2 separate regions of the Pan troglodytes genome follow, and region 2 is linked to region 1. Evidence: chromatin contacts called from public HiChIP or PLAC-seq data. All regions are on one chromosome and are shown on one strand. Each heading gives the region's core, a stretch centred on a gene start, on an enhancer-like site or on the middle of the called end of the contact. The rest is flanking DNA. Distances are from core to core; before and after follow the strand shown. Region 1 overlaps LOC134809463 (a long non-coding RNA gene). Region 2 holds the start of LOC107970716 (collagen alpha-1(II) chain-like).

Evidence for each region. HiChIP or PLAC-seq counts read pairs in DNA pulled down with a chosen protein or histone mark.
Region 2: a contact with region 1 is called in an H3K4me3 HiChIP or PLAC-seq map of stem cell-derived excitatory neurons, with 4 times the contacts expected there. The contact joins the promoter of LOC107970716 here to the enhancer-like site in region 1. A contact is called at or near these places in 4 of 7 Hi-C or Micro-C datasets (blood, induced pluripotent stem cells and stem cell-derived neural progenitor cells), 1 of 1 datasets of contacts at active chromatin or transcription factors (stem cell-derived excitatory neurons) and 1 of 1 other capture datasets (stem cell-derived neural stem cells).

Annotation. Positions count from the first base shown.
Region 1 is chr2:110,615,935-110,620,794 of NHGRI_mPanTro3-v2.0_pri, reverse strand. The region is part of intron 1 of LOC134809463 (a long non-coding RNA gene); the gene reads right to left. The region is part of intron 5 of LOC101057909 (a long non-coding RNA gene); the gene reads left to right. Among named protein-coding and RNA genes, the nearest start is that of CCDC54, 100 kb to the left of the region's middle. Within about 2 kb of position 2,589, at least 10 of the 24 cell types and tissues checked have an H3K27ac peak or open chromatin away from gene starts, as enhancers often do. A contact at or near this core is called in stem cell-derived excitatory neurons, where this site is marked.
Region 2 is chr2:110,773,184-110,777,704 of NHGRI_mPanTro3-v2.0_pri, reverse strand. It overlaps LOC107970716 (collagen alpha-1(II) chain-like), which reads right to left and starts at 1,583. Exons shown (of 4, transcript XM_063806355.1): 1 at 1,484-1,583; 2 at 1-1,399. The coding sequence starts at 1,583. The coding sequence ends at 516.

The DNA of each region.
Region 1 (4,860 bases), core at 1,340-3,839:
CAGGTGTCCTTGCTAGTACATTAACTTTTGAGAGAGTGCAACCATGTTAATCATCTGCCCCATTGTGAGGCTTATATTATGCCCCATATCCTCAGGTCTATTATTCTCAAGATCCACTCCCAGCTTTTGTCAGTACACATGAGCCAGGATTTGCAAATCTTTTGGTAAGCTATTTACTCTTGTAGCAGGAAGTATTCTTCCTTGCTTGGACTACGCTGAGGTCTTTAGCTACTGGCCGGGAGTCAGTGAAGGGAAGGGGAGTCAATGAAGGGAAGTGAGGGCAGGCCTTAAGCATTATCTTACAAGCATCTACTTTAAGATCACTGCATGGTCTCCTGGCAATAGAAGGCTGCTTTTCTAGCAAGGGGCAGAGACTGCTTTTGATGACCTAGAGTTTAGGATAAGCTGGGCATTCTAGGCTCTCAGTCATACCTACATATCCCATTCTTTTCATTACATTTACCCCATACCATTCAAGTGATATAGATGCAGCATACGCCTTTCACCTGTACCACATCCCAATATGCCATAGATGAGCCTCTTAGTCATTGTGAGGCCACAACAATCTAGGAGTTAGCTCCTTTCCCAACACTTGCCACATGTGACAGTTGCTATCTGACTGTTTAGTAATTCAGTTTCAAAGTCTATAATGAGGGGCATTTTTCTAGAGCCTCTTCCCTCACCAATGCTTAAATTGGATTGTCATGAAATCAGAGGCTGAGATGATGACTTGGTGCAGGTAGTTTATTTGGGAGATAGTCCCAGGAAACAGAAGTGAGACAGTGAGGAGAATAAGACAAGAAAGAGAGAAAAGCCAATAAATCTTACTGTGTTGGTTGCTGCTGAGAATAACTGGAACTCAATGCTACTTGCAAACTTCGAAGTTTATAGAATGTGCCTCAGAATAATCTTGCTAAAGAACTCGAGACTGGTCTGTTTACATAAACACTACTGTTTAGCATGGTTTGAGTGTTCTCCCCATGGTTATTAACCCTCCGCACTTCTGAGCTGCACGTTGCATCTACTGAGTGACCTTCCAAGACTTCAGATAAATCTCTAAAGCAAACAAAACAAAACAAAAACCACAGAGATTTCATACCTGCAGAGAGTCACTGACAGTATGCATGGAATTGTTTATGTCAGCTGCACTGAAATCAGATGGACTGAGTAGAAATGGCTTTGGGCACTACCAGTGTCTATCATACCTACATTTATAATGGAAGGAAATGCTAAATTTCAGTTTGAGGTTAGAATGGAATTTCTTTTCCATCTAAGCCGACAGAACTTTTGGTATCCCATGAAAACCATGTCAAAAACTCTAGGCCTAGATTAGCTGTGGTGGCTCACGTCTATAGTCCCACCACTTTGGGAGGCCAAGACAGGTGGATCACTTGAGTCCAGGAGTTCAAGACCAGTCTGGGCAACATGGTGAAACTCCATCTCTACAAAAAAAACAAAAATTAACTAGTGGTAATGGCACGCCACCTGTTGTCTGTGGTCCTAGCTACTCACAAGGCTGCGATGGGAGGATCACTTGAGCCCAGGAGGTGGAGGCTGCGGTGAGCCAAAATTGTGCCACTGCACCTCCAGCCAGGTGACAGAGTGAGACCTTGTCTCAAAACAAAAACTAAACCAAAAACAAGACAAACTCCTGGTCTAGAAGCTCAGTAATTGTGCATTCTCTTTCCTGGCATACTGGAAGCCTCATTCTTCATCTAAGTTGATCATGTGACTGGGTTCTAGCCAGGCTAGGGGACAGAAGCAAAGTATACTACTTCCATGCCTAGCCCCTGAAATTATGCCACTCTTTACTTGACAGCCAAGAGAAAATTCAGTGTGAAGATGATGGAGTGACACAATAGAAGGAACCTGAATCACTGAATCATCACTTGGAAGAAAGCAGCCCAGACTAGTTACCCAACTCCCATCAGACAGTGACCAGAGTGAGAAATAAGCCTTGTGTATGGTGTGTGTGTGTGTGTATGTGTGTGTGTGTGTGAATTCGTGGGTATTTGGGGTTGCTTACTTTAGCAGATTATATTACTTTAGCTGACACAGTCAATGTGGTATCTTACATAAGATCGATACTTTCCTGATTTGTACTGCACTTTGGTCATTGAAGAAAGTATTAGTTATCACCTCTTTACCTCATAGGCATATGATGAAAATGGACAGAATCATGTTTGTGGTTTGCTTTTAGCCTTTTAAGGACTAGGCAGATGGTTAGCTCAAAGCAGTGGTATAATTATTTCCAGATAAATGATTCCTTTCCTCCTAGTTAGGGAGAATCATCCATTGCTATTTTGCACTTGCTGAACACAAATTGACAAAGAAATCCTCCTTCACAGTCCCCAGATAATAAACGTGAGAGAAAGAACCAGTATGAAATACTGTCTGCTTTCTCTTTTATCATGGCTGGTTAAGAAAATGTCCTGGATATAATACATAGGAAAGACACACAGATAATCACTCATATTTTAGATGAATAAAAATGAAGCTTGTTTAATAATATGTCTTATCATTAAAAAAACGCAGAAGGGTACTATCTATCCAGTGTCAGAGATGGACAGTGACAAAGAAGTAAGAATACTCCCTCTTGTGGTTCTTGAGAGAAATAATTCCTGCTACGAGATCATGTTGAGAAAACAGAGATACTGGATTCAAAGATCACTTCAGTGGATAATTAAAGCTTATCCTTTTCACTGTGACCTGATTTAATGAAGCTAAGTAACCATTTTAGGCTGGGTTGGTGTGGCTCTTCTGGAGAGTGTGAGCTTGCACCGCTAACCTCAGGGGACAACTAAACATGTGACAGGAGGAAAGGACTCTTCAACCTGAACTGGAAAAGAGATGCTTTCTACTTGGATTTTTTTCCCTGAAGGGTAAAAGAAACAGTCATTGTCACTAAATTTCCTTTTTCTCTAACTTGGATCTGGTTCCCCAATGTGGCCATGTACTTGCACTTGGGGAAGCTTTGATTTAAGAGGAGTGAATTTGGTTTAGCGCCCTATTTCCTCTAAAACACAGCTCATGCTATTATTTTGTGTGGGGGTATAAATGTGTTTCTCTGATATATGCTTTTCCCCTTTTCTAGGTGGAATCTTACTTAGCAGCTTTGTTTTTCTCGAGGGAGAGTTGATGCCCCCAAATAGGAATTTCCTCATTTCTTAAGGAGTAAAATAGGATGGCACAACTGGAAGACAGCACAGATCCAATGTCAGCAAACATTTGATGTGCAGTTGTGATTTGTTTCTCACAATTGGTATCCCTTACTTTTTGCTGTTAGTGTTTCACCATTAGAAATATGATATCCTCCAGTTATGAGGATGGTTGACATCTGCATGGGAAATCAATATCATCTATCTATCTATCTATCTATCTATCTATCTATCTATCTAATCATCTCTATCTCTCCCTTTCTCTCTGCTTCTGTAGTTAAGAAGTACATATTGCACGCCTGTAATCCCAGCACTTTGGGAGGCCGAGACGGGCGGATCACGAGGTCAGGAGATCGAGACCATCTTGGCTAACACGGTGAAACCCCATTTCTACTAAAAATACAAAAAATTAGCCGGGCGTGTTGGCGGGCGCCTGTAGTCCCAGCTGCTTGGGAGGCTGAGGCAGGAGAATGGCGTGAACCCGGGAGGCGGAGCTTGCAGTGAGCCGAGATCGCGCCACTGCACTCCAACCTGGGAGACAGAGCAAGACTCCGTCTCAAAAAAAAAAAAAAAAAAAAAGTACATATTGTTCTACTCTGCCCAGAGAGGTCCTGATTTATGCCACTGTCTCATTTGGTTTAAGATTTGTTCCTTTTTCATTTTTTCCAATGAAGAATATAATGATTTCAACTTTATTAATCACAATATGTAACTTTAAGAACATTGGAGGTAATCTTATTTAAAAAAGATTTAAATATTATATTAAAAAACACATTCTTCAGAAAAATACCAGACATGATGTTAAAAGCAAAGAAACTGATTAAAATGCATTAATGTGTACCAAGAATAATTGTTCAACTTTTAGCATTTTAAATGTTCAACTAATCAATATAATAAGTTTTTTAAAATTTTTGCAGCCTCTAAGATGGCCCCAATGAGACTCACCTCCTGATATTTATTGCCTCGTGTGATCTCTTCCCTGGCAACATTGAGGGCATATCATTTCCCTGATCCAAGTTACAAAAGACTGTGATTTCCATCTTGCTAGTTGACTCTCCCTGTTGATTTCTCCACATAATGCTTTAATGAAGCAAGGTGCCAGGTTGAAGAGATCCCTTTAGCAAGGAATTGATGGTAGCCTCTGGTCAATAGCCAGTGAGGAACTGAGACCTTCAGTTCAAAAGCCTGTTGGCTGCTAACAACTAAGTGAGCTTGGAAGTGGATCCTTCCCCATCCAGCCTTCAGATGAGACCCCAGCTTTGTGAACACAGCCAAGGAGAGACCTTAAGACAGGCCCCAACTAGACGTGCACAGATTCCTTAGACATACACAGATTCCTAATCCATACAAACTGTGAGATAATAAATATGTTTTGTCCTAAGCTGCCAAGTTTGTGGTTTATTTATTTATTGCACAGCAATATATAACTAATACAAGCTCAATCCCTTCTCCCAGCCCAAATCCATTTCAGATTTTAACTTCACTGGGGTGAAGATTGAGCCCAAAGTGAGGCTTTAGCAGTTCTGAATTACCCAAAAGGTATAATAAGTATGTATTTAAAGATCAAGCAAAATAGAGGTAGTTTTTTTGGGGGGGATTTGAAATTTCAAATTCAAAATAATAAGCAAAAACACATTGGGGCTGGGTGTGGTGCCTCATGCCTGTAATCCCAGCACTTTGGGAGGCTGAGGCAGAAGGATCA
Region 2 (4,521 bases), core at 334-2,833, 160 kb before region 1:
GTGTGTGTGTGTGCGCGCGCGTATTTGGTGCAAGGTAGACGATCCATAAGTATCTGCTGCGTAAATAAAAGTTTTTTTTTTTTTTTAGCAACTTCTTTTGTTCTCAGATCTGAAATGATTAGCCCAGGAATTACTTCCCTAAAAAGGTAAAGCTAGTTTGAGAGAACTGCTTAAATGTGGCGCTCAATCTTTGCTATCTTAGACTGAGAGCCTCATGATAATTAAAAAATAATTTAAAGATGAAAGTCCTACTAGAGTGGGCGAGCTGAGAACGAAAAGGAATGAGCCTCAGAGACTGTTAGCCGGATCCAGCCGGCCACTACGTAATCCACTCCAGTGATTCTCACCTAGGTGCGCATCTCCATTTTATCTCACAAGATGCCGTGAAATTCTCAAAGTCATTGTAACTACAATTGATTTTGAATCACAAAAAAAGCAATATTCCATTTTCCGTGTTGTTGACCAAGCAGAAAACAGAACAACGTAACTTTTAAAACGCTTGAAAATCAGGGCTATCAAAAATAGAGAACTTCTATTCGCCATGAACTCGCTGATGCAAACAATCCACGCACACTGAACCGTGTGTTTTTCTGGGTGGTGGTGGTCCCTCGCCAAATAGTCAGCGTTTGGTTCTCGGCGTCTGTAGCGAGAGGAGTTACAGTTTGGTACCGGCAGGGAGGAAATCGCCTCGCAATCTCTGGAGGTGGCCTCCTAGAAAGATCGCTGGGAGGGGAGGAGCCCCGATTGTCCTGGAAGAAAAGCATGGCCCCATCCGGGAAGTCACAGCTTGCCGGGAGCCCAGGGCTGGCGGCTCTGGGTCCTGGAGGTGGCAGACGCCGGAGCAGCCGGCCTCGTAGCCCGGGCCTGCGCGCCTGGCAAGGGGCTCCGTGTGTGCGAGTGAAAGACGCACACCGGGCGGACCTGCGTGGGCTTCGGCCTCGCCCCGCCGCGCGCGGGGTTGCGGCTGAACCTGAGCAGGGCTCATCCCTGCCCGGCGAGGGTAAGGGCGGCCTGGGATCCGCTGCTGCCCGGACGGGAGCCGCTCGGGGCCGGGATCCCTGGGCCTTGGCGGGGAGCGGCAGCCCCTCCCCCCGGAGCCCGCGCTTCCGCCCGAGCCCCGGCGGCGGCGGCGGTGACCGTGGCCCCGCCGCGCCTTCCGCCTGGGAGCTGGCGCCGCCCGCCCGCGCCCTTGTGCACCGCGCCCACAGGCCGCGGGAACCCAGAGCGCCCGGGCCCAGGGGCCTCTGCCGCGCGACTGAGACGCACTCCGAGCTGGACGTGTGGAAGGTTCGGCCAGCTCGGCGTTTCGCCCCCGCTGGGGATGGGCCACTGGGCACCTGCAGCCATCCAAGAGCGGGGAGTTGGCCGGGCCCTGGCCAGGGGCCGCCGCCACAGCGTACTGGCAGGGAGAACAGAGCTAGCTAAGCCTCCTTCCTCTCCCAGATTCCCAGGGAAACTGGACAGCCCGACGCCCAGAGCGGACGGGCGAGAGCCCCTGAGGTGCCAAGTGGACCCCGGTTCTGCTGCTGCCACTGGCCGATTGGGGACGCCGGCACTTGCGCTGTGGGCGTGTGGTGGGGCATTTCCGTTATCCTCTCGAAGACACCCCGCCACTATTCCTGCTCAAACAAGCACAGTCTGGTGTGCAAGCCGACCGTACCTCCTCCCCTCCCTCCTTTCTTGCACGCACCTTCGTTCGTCTATTCTTACCTTCTTCCCCAGAGCGCCAAGACAAATGTGGACAAGAGTGAAGAAGTCAGGATACTGCCAAGTGTGTGTGTATTGGGGTGGGGGGTAGTAATAAGCGGGGAGAAAGTGGTGAAAATAAAATTAGAAATCTCAGAGTATGTAGCAACACACACACACACACACACACGCACACACACACGTTCCCAGCCTGTTAGCAATCTTGGCTATGTCCAAGTGGAAGCAAATTTTAATGCTCGGTCTTAGAAGAAAATTTCACATATACAGGCTTCAGAGGTAACGGGGTAACCGATAGCTTCCTTTTACTTCTCGGCATTTATTTTTGCTTTTCTGAAGCATAGTCCTATGTTTATTAAAGGGACCACAGGAGTACACGCTGTTTGAAAGCCATTCCTGGGCACCACTGAGGCCGGCTTCCCAGGGAGCCTTTGTCGCCTCTGCAGCAGAGGTCACTGGACTCTCCTCAAGGTGTAATGTGAGGGGACAGGTGCCTCGGGGGCTTGGGAAAACACCACGCTGTGCTCTGATGTGTGTCCCCATCCCGGGCGAAGGCAAGTGCTTTGCATAAGGACCAGATGGGTTGCTGAAGAGGGAGGTGGAAAACAAATAGACCCTTGGGTGTATCTTGAACCCCTTCAACACCCCCCCTTCCCCACTCCCCGCCTTCACCGAAGCAGTGTCAGAGTCCTCTTCGATCCAGCACGCTCTCCTTCACTTGCGAAAAACTGCATTAAAACGAGGCAGTCGGAGCTGACTGCGGAAACCCATGTTCTTAGAGAGTCGTCTGGCTACTGCGTAGTCCTGGAATATTCTTTTTTTCAAAAGGCCTCTTCCAGTTGATTCCAACCGGGTTCGGGTTATTGTTCTCACCACCGATAGGGGGCAGCAGGTGTCCTGCGATGCCCCGGCGATGTGCGCGCAGACTGCCCTGCTGTCCCCGGGAATCCGACTACATTGAACGTTTGGGGCAGAAGCAGGACCTGCTACCTCTAAGTCCACCGCAGCAGCTGCCGGGACTTGGGCCTCCCAGCCTGGGCGCCTGGGGGGCTTCCCCTGTGCAAAGGGTGGGCGAAACCATCTGTGCACCAAGCCTGCCCCTAAACTTAGCGTACAGCATAGATAGATAAACTCAGTTGTATGCAAATGCTATAATTAAAATATACAGTCATTTGAAAGTACTGTAGGCTCTATTGGAGTTTTTAATTGTTTTTGAGTTTTCTCAATCAGTAGAGAATTTAAAAATACGGCTATCACAGTCTGTTTGGAGGGTGGTGGTCTGTTACGTTGAATTTTAAAAGGACGTCTGTCCCTAGAAGTTGGGAACTACTGATCCACAGAATCGTTTGATAACCGTGGTAAAGATTCCGAGGCATCTCGGAAGGGAAACTGGGAGGACTGAGCTAGTCCTAGCAGGGTGTGTGTCCGCCCGCGCCGCGAGGCGTGGGCAACACAGCCCCATCCCGGGAGCGCGGAGCTATGGCAGCTGGGATTGGTCCAGATCGAGAGTCCTGAGGGGCTGGGATTTCCTGAAAACCTACTTCACTTGGTAAGCCAGAGCGCTTGAGTTTTCGGAATTCCCGAGGAAAGGTTCTATATATTCTCCAAATCCACATTTTCTCAGATATGAGCACTTTTTCCCTAAATTAAAAATATATTTGGGGTTTGTGGAGCAGTAATTTTTTTGGAAGAAAGAAAAATCCAATGTAAAAATGTAGAGACTAGCTATTATAGTCATCTCTGAATAGCTTTTTGAAGTGATAACGGCTAAATTATCCAAATGAAAAAAAAAATGTGTAATAGTAGTAACAAGGCTGTGCCCCTACTTTATGAATCTCATGCACAATTAAAAACTCTAATCCCTGAAATACCTTTGGAAGGGAGGGAAGGATTACAGACTAATTATAGGATTTATAACACAACACTAAGATGTTTTCATTTTATTACAATAATGAACAAAACATTGATGATATCTACTTTTAATGTAATTTTTCCAACATCATAACAGATTTTAGAAATGCAACCATAACCACTAGAGAAGGGAAGAATTTCAATAGCACACTAAATTGTCAGAAATTTCATTAACATGGAAAGTTCATATCATGATGTCAGAATATACACTCTCTTCAAATTAATGATGAATACTAATTAAAGTCATAGAACATTTGTAGGAAAGTATAAAATCTGTATCTGAGAGGGGAGAGGAGGAATTAGAGGAAGGAAAGGACTAACTTGTGGTCTAGGTCAGGGAAGTAATGTGAGTAAATCTGAGGGGGAGGATTTCCATATTGGGTTCATGATACTAAGAGAAACCAGAGGCCCAGCTGCTTCTATGGATAGCCCTACAGCTGTTGAACCGTGGGATAGAGGTCACTATGGCATTTGAGAACACAGATTATTCTTTGTGCCTAAAGATAAACCTGAACAATTTTTAAGTTTGTCAGGGACCAGCACTGTTCACCTTCAAATGTGTTGAAGGACCTGCACACTGAGCATGGGCACGTTTTAGTCAACGTTTAAAGGAGCAAAACTGTACCAAGGACAAATCACAAAAGTGTCTTTTACATTTTTTTGCCACAAATTGGCAAAAATATGAAATAATTTCAATATTGAAAGCAGTCTATGGATTTATAGCACAACTTGGTTTATTTGCTGAATAATAATGTCTATCATTTCCTGTGCCACACACCAGCTAAGCAAGGTAGATATGATTAGCTCTATTTTACATATAAGGAAACTAAGGTTCAGTGAACTTGATCGACGTGCCTACATTTACACAGCTATTAACTGGAAGGCCATTTTCTGATTTTAGAGCCC